Linked DNA regions of Mus musculus: region 2 is linked to region 1. A link is a contact called in public Hi-C data. All regions are on one chromosome and are shown on one strand. Each heading gives the region's core, a stretch centred on a gene start, on an enhancer-like site or on the middle of the called end of the contact. The rest is flanking DNA. Distances are from core to core; before and after follow the strand shown. Region 1 has its middle 14 kb from the start of F630206G17Rik. Region 2 overlaps Lsm11 (U7 snRNP-specific Sm-like protein LSM11).

What was found. A called contact is a pair of places that touch in the nucleus more often than the background predicts.
Region 2: a Hi-C map of uterus shows a contact between it and region 1, with 5 times the contacts expected there. The contact joins two enhancer-like sites. A contact is called at or near these places in 1 of 15 datasets of contacts at CTCF or cohesin (embryonic stem cells), 23 of 484 Hi-C or Micro-C datasets (the HL-1 cell line, the N1E-115 cell line, embryonic stem cells and 4 more) and 3 of 115 datasets of contacts at active chromatin or transcription factors (bone marrow-derived macrophages and embryonic stem cells).

The regions. Positions count from the first base shown.
Region 1 is chr11:45,791,212-45,797,034 of GRCm38.p6, reverse strand. No RefSeq gene overlaps it. Among named protein-coding and RNA genes, the nearest start is that of F630206G17Rik, 14 kb to the left of the region's middle. Within about 2 kb of position 2,249, at least 59 of the 459 cell types and tissues checked have an H3K27ac peak or open chromatin away from gene starts, as enhancers often do. A contact at or near this core is called in uterus, where this site is marked.
Region 2 is chr11:45,923,587-45,929,409 of GRCm38.p6, reverse strand. Lsm11 (U7 snRNP-specific Sm-like protein LSM11) reads left to right here. Exons shown (of 4, transcript NM_028185.2): 4 at 1-1,141. Among named protein-coding and RNA genes, the nearest start is that of Lsm11, 18 kb to the left of the region's middle. Within about 2 kb of position 2,664, at least 112 of the 459 cell types and tissues checked have an H3K27ac peak or open chromatin away from gene starts, as enhancers often do. A contact at or near this core is called in uterus, where this site is marked.

The DNA.
Region 1 (5,823 bases), core at 1,000-3,499:
ACCCAAGATATAAGATACAATTTCCTAAACACATGAAACTCAAGAAAAATGAAGACTGAAGTGTGGACACTATGCCCCTCCTTAGAAGTGGGAACAAAACACCCTTGGAAGGAGTTACAGAGACAAAGTTTGGAGCTGAGATGAAAGGATGGACCTTGTAGAGACTGCCATATCCAGGGATCCACCCCATAATCAGCATCCAAACGCTGACACCATTGCATACACTAGCAAGATTTTATCGAAAGGACCCAGATGTAGCTGTCTCTTGTGAAACTATGCCGGGGCCTAGCAAACACAGAAGTGGATGCTCACAGTCAGCTAATGGATGGATCACAGGGCTCCCAATGGAGGAGCTAGAGAAAGTACCCAAGGAGCTAAAGGGATCTGCAACCCTATAGGTGGAACAACATTATGAACTAACCAGTACCCCGGAGCTCTTGACTCTAGCTGTATATGTATCAAAGATGGCCTAGTCGGCCATCACTGGAAAGAGAGGCCCATTGGACACGCAAACTTTATATGCCCCAGTACAGGGGAACGCCAGGGCCAAAAAGGGGGAGTGGGTAGGTTGGGGAGTGGGGGTGGGTGGGTATGGGGGACTTTTGGTATAGCATTGGAAATGTAAATGAGCTAAATACCTAATAAAAAATGGAAAAGGAAAAAAAAAACACACAATCTGGGTTTAGTGGCTGGGTATAGGCAAGGTGATCAAGAGTTTAAAAGTCACCAATTGGTGACACAACAAGTTCGAGGCCAGCCTGGGTTGTATGAATGAGACCCTGACTCAAAAAAAAAAAAAAAAGAAGAAGAAGAAGAAAGAAAGAAACAAAACAAAACAAAACAAACAAACAAAAAAAGAAAGTCAGACAAATGAACAAAACCAAACAGCCCAGTGGTTTCTGGTGTACAGCCAGGTTTGAGAACCCCTGCTAGATATGTATATATATATTTTAAAAAACATTTCCTGGCAGGGACTTTCCTGGGGAGACAAGTTGTTACTGGCAAAAGGCCACAGCACATGCTGGTCTGGGATTATATTTCATGTTACAGATCTCCAGAGGTTTTTTGTTCTGCTTGGCCTCAGAGACCTGAGGAACTTCTCAGAACTCAGGATGGGAAGGAGCCAGGCATGCTGGGAGAGTTTGGGTTTGGCTCAGCAGCCCCCTCTGCTGTCAGAATTCCAAGGTTCAGTTCAGCAGAGCCAGCAGGGGATCTGGGAGGGAAGTGAAAACAGTCGCCTATGGATGCTATGGATGCCAACGGTAACCATAGCAACGAAACCTGTTGGTACCTTGAGGGTCACAGGAAGAGAGATTGCAGACCGAGTCTTAGAGCCAAGGAAGCTGTGGAGGTCGTTTGTCCCCTGCAAGCTCCTCTAGAGAATTTGGACAAATTAATTCTTCCTGAACGTCAGTTTCCTCATCTGAGCAGGGGAATAATGAGCTGCTTGCTCTGTCAGCTTTCCACACTGGAGACTATGGCAGTCTTAGCAGAATACGGAGAGTGGAGAGTGCTTTTGTCTGGCAAATGCTGCCAGCCAGTGACTGAACCATGTGTTGAGGAAGCTTTGGTCTCTTAATTGAGGTGGATCAGCCAGTTAACAAAACAAAGGAGAGGTGTACTCAGCCACTTCCGAAAGAACAGAGTGGGCCATGTTTATAAGGGTAGTTGAGGTTGGTTTTGTGCCTGGATGAATTAAAGTCAGGAGACCGTGCTCTTATGATACATTCACTTTCTCATGTATTCAGCTATTTTTTCAAAGCTAATTTTTACAAGGAAAGATTTCATGTTCCATAGACTGGCCTCAAACTCATCTTGTAGCTAAAGATGGCCTTCTGATTCTTCTGCTTCTACTACCTGAGTGCTGGGCTTACAGGTGTGTGCTGAGAACCCACTTTGTAAAGTGCTGTTGATAGAACTCAGGCTATCATGCCCGTTAGGTAGGCAAAGTCTCTACCAACCAATGGAGCCTCCTCGACTGAGCACCTCTTGCATGGCTGAAACTGTGTGAGAAGGCATGCTAAGGCAAATTAGATGCTCTTGTTTTGCCTTTGGCTGTTGATGTATTTTGCAGGTTTCGGTTGCCAGAGATGCCTTCAGTTAGGTGTTATGGTATCTAAGACCTCAACTAGGGGACAGAATATTAACTGCTATAAGTTGGGAGTTGTTTATGTGTCAGGCACTTCTTGTGTACTATCTTGTTCAGTAATCAGAGCAGAGGAGGAAATAGAGCTGAGGTAAGAGAGCAGGAAGTGGTGGTGGTGTGTACATGCCTCTAGCCCACATGGAAAATTACTTGTTTTTGTGAAAGGCTATGAAGTTCTAGGGAAAATACATTTACTTGGGTGTGTTCATTAGCACTACCTATAATAGTGCAAGTAACTCCAAATAGACAAAATGTATAAGACCATAGCATAGCAGCACACTTTAAAGAAACTACTGTCTGAGTGGGTTTGTACATATGAATGCAGTGCCAGCAGAGGCCGGAAGAGGGCGGCAAATTCCCTTGGTATGTGCTATGGGTACTGGGAATCAAACTCTGGTCCTCTGCATGAGCAGCGTGCATCCTTAACTGTGAAGCCATCTCTAATTAGGCATGGAAGGTGGCACAGGGAGGGGAACAATTGCCCAGCGAGCTTGAGGACCTGAGTTTAAGTCCTACACAAAGCTGGGTGTGGTGGTACATGTATGTCTGTAATCCTGATATTCCTAGGGATAGAAACAGAAGAATTCCTGAATGCTTGTTGCCCATCTAGCCTGGCTTAAGCCACTGCAAACAAAAAAGAGACCCTTCATTCCTTAGAAGGCAAGGACCCAGGAGTGAGGTTGTTCTCTGGCTTCCACATGTATTGTGGCTTGTGCACACCCCATTACAAAAATCTGCAACTGCTCGAGCGCTCGCGCGCGCGCGCGCACACACACACACACACACACACACACACACACACACGGGATAAAACAGATAGAGACTATTACATCTGGCTTTAAGCAATGACAACGACAACAACAACAACACCACAATAGAAATGTGGGGTCCCGGGGACCAAACTCAGGACAAGCACTTGACCAACTGTGTTCCCTTCTACCACCCATCTGGAGTTTGATTATGACAATTTCTAAACATAGAAAGAACTTGAAAGTAGGTCACTGCCTGACGGCATCGAGCAGAGCAAGGAGCGTTGGCTGTGGGCTCTGAAGAAATGTTACTGTGAGACCAGATGTGAGAGCTAAAGGGCAAGGTCAGTAACAGCATGGAAGGAAAGTAAGACTTGTAGCTGGGGACGAGTCAAGCTGACCAGGTAAGAGAGAGGGCAGGCAGGTTCTGGGAAGGCAGTGTCTGCAGGCTATGGTTGGTGACTCCCATGAAGTGATGAATCACTCTTTTTGCCCTTATACATATCTTGTTTCTTATACAGCCCCGTGTAAGCTTTAAGTAAGATGATATCTAACAAGGGTATTCCAGGCCACTCCATAGATAAGTAGTGAGGGGGCTACTTATGATGCACTCAATAAAGTCTGCAGCTACAATCTTGGCAACTATGGTAAGAGTCAGTTCGAGGTCAAAGTAAATTTGCAAGCTGGTAAGAGGACGTGGTTTAGCTAAGGGCTAAGAGACCCTGGCAAAATCTATAGCTAGCAGTACTTCAAGGTTAGTGAGTGACGGGGCTGGCCATGTCTAATGGCCAGAACACAATGAAAGTCACTAGCTATCAAAATGAGTCAGAGAGGGAGTGAGGACATCAAGGCATGGCCATTCTCCCAATGACAGGAGCAGCATGTGTGCAGCACATGAGCCTGTCCCTGGTACAGGGGGTGGGGGCACAGGTCTTGAGCTTGTTGGCTCTCCATCCTCTCAATATTCAAGGTGCTCAGAGAATTAACCAATCTCAGTAGAAATCACCCCAGTCTGTTCATTTTCTACTGTAAGTCCTATAAAAATCCTTACACGAAGAAGCCCAGTGCAACCCATTTGTGCCCCACTCCATACTCCCCCCCACCCCCCATGTACCACAGGGGGTTTACTTTTCTCACCATCCTTCCTTGGTTCCATCTGGAGCTTTGCTTGGTTTCTGTCACCCTCAAAGCCTTTGTTAAATCTTCTCTACAATCAAAGCTCTTTTTCAGGGCCTAGAGAGACGTGTAAGCAGTCAAAAGACCTTGCTGCTCTTGTGAAAGACCTGGGTTCAATTCCCAGCACCCACGTGGCCGCTCACAACCTTCTTAATTCCAGTTCCAGGGGATCTCAGTTCCTCTCCTGGTTTCTGGCAGCACCAGATCTACAAAGCTATGTACAGACAAAGCACCTATACATGCAAAAGGCATGAAAAAAATATAAAACAATAACCTCCAGTCCTTTAAAAGTGCATCATATTTGTCTCTGTGAATTTTGCTCTTCGAGATTCAGAGATTAAAAGCCCAAACCAAACTGTCACCTCAGTAACATGTGTGTGGTCATGAGTGTCTCACATGCTAACTCGATCCAGTTATGCATACCTGAGACAAACGTCAGTTGTCACCTTCACATTCAGAGATACCCACTTCTCCCATTTCAGCAAGGTCCAGGCTTCAGAGAGACCACGGAGAATAGTAAGGAGAATTGAAGTAAGGAGTCAGATTAGGGGTTAGGTTCACATCCAGACAAAGTTCTCTTCTTGCTCATTCATTTTGGGCAAGGGCTTGCATCTCTGCTCATAAGCTTCTCTCCTTGCTGAATGAAGACACTCTTAACTTTGTGTGTTTTAAACTGGATGAAGATACAGCCACCATTGTTTATGTAGGTGCCTGGGCAGCCTTTTGTCTTGGAGTTGGTAGCAGCTTCCATCTGGAATAGCCAGGTTTTAAATTTTCCCATTAGACCACAGAACAAACTCACTTAGCGATTTCACCCTAGCCAAACTCAATGAAGAGACTCGAACGAAGAGACAGCTATGTCACACATCTGCTGCTGGACCACTTGGCTGGTAGGTTTTCAGAGGTTGTAACCAACAAAAGAACAGAAATAAGCTCTCAAGGAGACCTGTGGGAGGGAGGGAGATTAAACTCTTCAACTCTTTAACTTCTACTAGTCAAAGCAGTAGCTCTAAAAAACCACATTGCCAGTCACTTAGCTTTACCACAGAGCTGTCTGTCGTACTGGACCATGGTTCTTCCCACACTTAGGCACCCACTTCCTTGAAATACATATGCTACCTATAGGGTGTGTATCTATACCTATAGGGTGTGTATCCATCTCATGCATCTCTTTCCTCTGTTGTTCTGAGTTATGGGGTGGCAACCTATTTTTCCAAAACTGCATGATCTCTATCGTTATGAAAACCACACATGTCTCAGTCATGATAACTTAACCCAGTCAATATCTTTCATGGCTGTTCAGTAGAAAGTTTGTGGCATTAGTACGCTTTTTTTTCAAGATTTATTTATTATTATATCTAAGTACACTGTAGCTGTCTTCAGATGCACCAGAAGTGGGCATCAGGTCTCATTATGGATGGTTGTGAGCCACCATGTGGTTGCTGGGATTTGAACTCAGGACCTTCGGAAGAGCAGTCGGTGCTCTTAACCACTGAGCCATCTCTCCAGCCCATTAGTACGCTTTTATGCTTAAATTTACATTAAGAATTTTGGGAAGGGGATGTGACTAAAGAGATGGCTCAGTGGTTGAGACTATTGGCTACTCTTCCAGAGGATTGGAGCTTGAATCCCAGCACCCACATGGTAGCTAGTAACTGTAACACCAAATCCTGAGTACCAAATGCCCTCTTCTGGCTTCCTCAGGCCATGTATGTGTGATGCACAGGCAAACACGTAACCAAAACACTCAAA
Region 2 (5,823 bases), core at 1,415-3,914, 130 kb before region 1:
AGGTCAGGTTAATGGAAGAACGAGTCTGGTGGTATAGCGTGGTTTGAGAGATGTCTTTCAGTTTTCTTTTCCTGCATCATACCTGGAATGCATGCAGCCTGCTGTTGGTACCCTGCTCACCTGTGTCTTTCTTACCCAGGAGGCTTCTCTCAGTGGTTGGAAGTAAAACCATCTCAATGGGCCTATACAGGAAAGGCTGTTAATTTAAGTCTGTCGTTACTTTCTGGCGAATTTAACATAAGCCTTGGGCACCTGTCACAATTTTCTAAAGATGGTTTGGGCTTCCTTACCTCCCAGTGTGAAGTGTTTCAAATGTCTGTCAGTTCTCTTGCACGGTCCTAATAAAAGTGAAAGCCCTCTGTCACGAAACAACATGGGTGGTCCAAAGATCAGGGGCAAGACAACTCAGCACACCTGGAACCCTTGGGGTCTTTAAGCAGCCGTGTCCAGGCTTCCTGAGAACACCGGCTGCAAACACGGGCATCCCGGGGAAAGCTGGGAGTTTGGTTCCTGGCACATTGCAATCACTTGATTGTGAGTCCTTGGGAGCAAATGCCTGATGCTGTATTTTCACAACTCTGAGGAAACGTCTGGGAACTCCTAGGGGTAGGCGATTGACTGCCTGATTTTAGAGCAGGGAGCCCGGCCCCTTCTTTTGTCTTCCTGGCAGGAAAGCAAGACAGTGAGCCATGCCCTAAAACACTCACACCTGTAAACCCAGTCCTTAGGAGACTGAGGCAGGAGGATCCCTGTGAGTTCCAGGCCAGTCTAAGCTGCAGAGGGAAAGCGTCTCAAAAAAAAAAAAAAAAACCAAACCAACCAAACAAACAAAAAAACAAAGCTAAAATGACAGCAACCAAAAGTAATTTGCTTATTCAGTGGGCATGTAAAGAGTCTGGCCACCATGTCCCCTCTGCACCGTGACTTGGTGATGGCTTTGTGGACATGGCTGAAGCTGGATGAGATGTCCAGGAGTGCTCATACAGCGACTGACGTAAGGACCCCCGACCGACCTCATCTTGTTAAGTTAACGGAGACCCTTCTTGTTGAAGGGGCCTGCTGCTAGTAACCTTTGCAATGTTCTGCTTTTAATATGTGTCAAATGGGAGTCTGGAAACTGTAATAAAGATGATTGTATCCATTTGCTTGCTGCTTGGTCTCTGCTAACTTGGGGAGAATCCTGGAGAAATTTCGGGTCTATTACCAAGAGAAGACACACATCTAGAAAGTGAAATTATTACAAGCAGGGGCTGGAGAAATGGCTCAACAGCTAAGAGCTACACCGTTCTAAGGATTGGAGTTCAGATCCATGCACCAGGTAGCAAGTCAGGCATCCCACAATTCCTGTAACCCCAGGTGTAAACCATGGTGGGCAGCAGAGACGAGGGCGCTTACTGGCTTCTAGCCAGGCTCAGGGATGTGACCCCACTTCAAATCAAAGGGGGAGGGTGAAGGAGAACATCTAGTGCCCTAAGCATGGACATAAATGCACACAAATGTGTGTGCTCACACACACACACAGACACATAAATAAATAAACAAGCTTTAGCTAATTGCAGTCCTGCTGTTGTGATCTTGGGCCTTTTTGATACCAAAGCACATCTCTGGAGTCCCATCCTCCAGGCACCTTTGTTCTCCTAAATTTGAGTTCTCCCAACTCTGAGCTGCACTAATCGCCCTATGGACTTCTTCTGCCTGGCCTTCACTGGCATTAGTCCATTCTCCTCATGATCTGGTGAAGTCACCATTAATTCTTATCCTTAGAGGCTTCCAGATATCTGTGAACGAGTCACAGCTTCCCTCTGCATGAAAGCAAGCTGGGTGGCCTGAGGGCTTGCCACGTCGGTGACTTAATCTCTCCTGTGAGCTTTCTCGGTACCCAGTAGGACAGACAAATAAGCAAGTCACTCTGGTTTGGACATGGCATGCATCTGCCATCTCAGCACACTGGAGAGAGTCAGGAATCGGAAGCTAGCCTAGGCTACATAGCTAGATCCAATCTCTAAAGCTCTAAGGACAGTATAGCTTGGTGGTAGAGTGCTTGTCTAGCCTGGGCAAACCCCTGGCTCACTCTCGCTTTCTTCCCCCCCCCCCCAGTCTCTCTGTCTTTCTCTCCTGATTCTTTCTCACATTAACTTGGCATGTTCTAATAGACCTAGGTTAACCTGGGCTCAACTGCATTTGTAAATGCCTAACCACCACAAAAGGGGAGGACGAGGCAAGGCCCACGATTCCCTTGTTTCATACCTCATTATCCAGGGTATGGAAAACCCATAAGTAAATATATCTATCTTTACCTTGGTTTTCCTGAGTAGGATAAGAAAGAACTGGGGGGAGGGGGGGGTGGAATCCTTGCCGGCTAGTCTTGGATAGAACTAAGTATCTTTCTCAGTCTGCTCAGTTGCCACTAGGTGGCAGTGGGTTAAAGAAAACTGCTTCGCTAGCTCTTGGAAGGACCCATGTCTCAGGCAGCGATCCATACTTAAATATGTAGAAGCTTTGACATCAAGGGAAAAAATCAGCTGCGACCCACCCCATGGCAATGTGGGTTGTCGTGGATTGTATTCTTAAGCTCAGCCAGCGCAGCTGCTGTCAGTCAGGGAGGGAAATGACCTTAGAAAAGAATGAGAAGTGTTTCCCAGTATCCCTTACTTCAGGGTGTCGGTCACTATCTCCCCCTGCTGGCAGGAGACTGTGCCTGCACTGCTGTACGGAATCCCTTGTTTCTCCCGCAATTGAAACAATACAGAAACAATTGAAATGATAGATACAGTCTGCAGCGCCCTGTGAAAGCCCAGGTGTGGCAATGGTTGCTACTGAGTGGAGTGACCACTCCAGAACTGGATGCAGACATGTTCATGAGTCAGACGGGCATTTATAATGAACAGAGGAAACCTGTTGTGTTAGATTGGAACAGCCAAGCAACGGGATCGGGGGTTTCGGGTATCAATGCTTATATATATCTTGTAAAGAGAAAGGTTTATCCTACCCCTAATTTTGGAGGTTCCTGCCTGTGATTAGCCCATTGCTCCCGGCCTGTAGTGAGGCAGCCTGCTACAGCAAAGCTCCATCCTCTGTATTTCATAGTGAACTTATTTCCTGCGAGGGTCTTTGGCTCTCAGGAATCACTTCAGTTTCCTCATCTCTAAAATAGGCACACACCATTTTCATCTTTAAAAGCTGGCAGTTGGGGCTGGAGAGATGGCTCAGTGGTTAAGGTGCTTACAGGCCCTCAGAGGACAGAGCTTAGATCCCAGCAACCGTGTCGGTGCCTCACAAGCATCTTTACCTCCAGCTGCAGAGCATCCGATGGCCGACACAGACTCTTACACATAAATAAAAATCAATCTTAAAGCGTTGGTGATGTATCCTGCTAAGCCGACAGAGCACACCCTTGGTGCCCTTTACACTTGAACTTGCTGTGTGATGTTCTGTAGTTTTCTACATTTTTTACCTTGAGACCAGATCCACCACACTGGCACCGTGGCCTCCTTTCTCTCAGCATGCATGTGTTCCTTGGCTCCCCCAAATTCTCTGTGCTCCCTCAATTGGCTCTTCCTGGGTTAAACCTTCAGAAGATCACATATGCTGCGAGTAGAGCCCCGTGCTTCCCCAGGAAGGACATTAGGCTCCATGGGACATTCATTAGTTGGGGTTACAAAAGGGCCATGGGGCACTGGAATGGTAATTTCCTACACGAGACCCCAGTGACCCAGTGAGAGCTAGCTCAGCTGGTCTGAGCATGTGGCTAATGAGGGAAGGGTCACAGATTCACTCCTGTGTGGGCCAATTAGAGTCACGTGGAAAGTACACGCCGGTGGCAGCAAGCAGCAGCTCACACATTAGCTAACTGGTCACCAGGATGGCTTGTCACCAGTTATCATCACTGTCAGAAATCCAAGCAAGTGCTTACATCATCTTTCCTGTGACTGCATGGCCCAATGTGCCCCCACCCTCAACACACACTCAGGTAACTCATGGCGACTTCAGAGTTTCTGCCTTGGTCTCCAGCACACCTCTTGCCCCATATCTATTTAGCTGTTGTTTTCCTTTAAGTTGGCTTGCTTTTTAACTTTGACTTAAAAAGGAGCCGAGAGAGGAAAATTGAGAAATCTGCCCCGGGTCATGTATAGCACATGTAATTATTCAGAATAAAGCCTTCATCTTCCAGCCAGCTCTAAACAGCTCCTGTGCTTGCCACTGTTGTAAAACGTAGATGTAGAGTCGGCGTGTGCTGTGTAACACAGGACAGGAATCAGAAGCCATCGGCAAAGACTGTATTAGGAAGCATTTGCTTCAAAAATAAATAAATTAAATTAAAAGCAACTTGCCACGGTGGGGACGCTCAGGACCAGGGGCCTGAAAGTTTCATAGTCATGCCAGATAAAATGATTATCCTTGCAGGGATCTCCACACCAAAGGCCTTTCTGGAAGTCACTTTTGAGCAGCTATTAAGTTGGAACAAACCCAAGGCTTCTTTTACAAAGCACCTTTTTCTCCAACGTCACAGATTCTGTCCCACCCCCACCCCCCACTGTCTAAAACCTTTGCATAATTTCTTTTTTTTTTTTAGAATTATTTATTTATTTTATTTATATGAGTACACTGTTGCTGTCTTCAGACACTCCAGAAGAGGACATTAGATCCCATTACAGATGGTTGTGAGCCACCATGTGGTTGCTGGGATTTGAACTCAGGACCTTTGGAAGAGCAGTCAGTGCCCTTAACCACTGGGCCATCTCTGTAGCCCGAGTAATTTCTTATATAGCCCACCCCCCAGCTGCTGCTAAAGCACGTGTAAACATGCCAAGTGGATGTGTTTGCTGCTCAACTCTTTGTTCTTCTGGTCACTAGCTAGCTTCCACCCTCAGCTCACTTCTGGTCCTTCTGCCTCAGCTCACTGGACTTGAATTACAGACACATACCACACCTGGCTATTTGATTTTCTTGTATAATATTAAGAGTACTTGCCAGGCATGGTACAGGCCTTTTATTCTAGCACTAGGGAGGCAGAGACAGGCAGATCTCTGTGAGTTCGAGGCCACACTGGCCACGTAGTGTGAGCTCCAGGCAAACCAGGGCCACACACAGAGAGACTGTGTGAAACAAACAGAGGAGGGAGGGACTGAGGTTTTTGCCAGCTCCCATACATATATCTCAGGCCCCTTCCAGTTCACCGTACTGTGTAACTTAAGTATTTTCTGTGTGTGCTTTGAAGCAGAACCCAGAAAGCCTTATTCTAATCTGTGCTCTCTTAGGCAGTCTGGGGGCTTAGGAGGGACTGGCAGGCTTCCACCCACTGGGCTTGGGAGCTGCTGCTGGCTTTGACTTGAGAAATGAAACCCAGTTCAATCCTAGTGACAGTTGATCGTACTTCACAGTGGTCCGTGGCTGAAATTGTCCCATGAGATACCGAATAACGAATGCATGGAAGTGTGCCGGGAGCTTAGGAAACACTTAACAAACCGGCGGAGGACCAAATGACTGACTGACCGACCAACCGGCATGTCCTGTGGACTCTCTGACTATAAGACCTCAGGTTTGCCTTCACCCTCTTGTCTCTTCCTTTCCTTTTACAAGGCCATGGTTCAGAAACATATCCATTAAGAGCACTGACTGCTCTTCCAGAGGTTCTGAGTTCAATTCCTAGCAACCACATGGTGGCTCACAACCATCTGTAATGGGATCTGATGCCCTCTTCTGAGTGTCTAAAGGGAGTGACAGTGTACTTACATTAAATAAATAAATAAATAAATAAATAAATAAATAAATCTTTAAAAAAGAAGGAGGAAGAGGAGTAAAAAGAAGAAGGAAGGAGAAGGA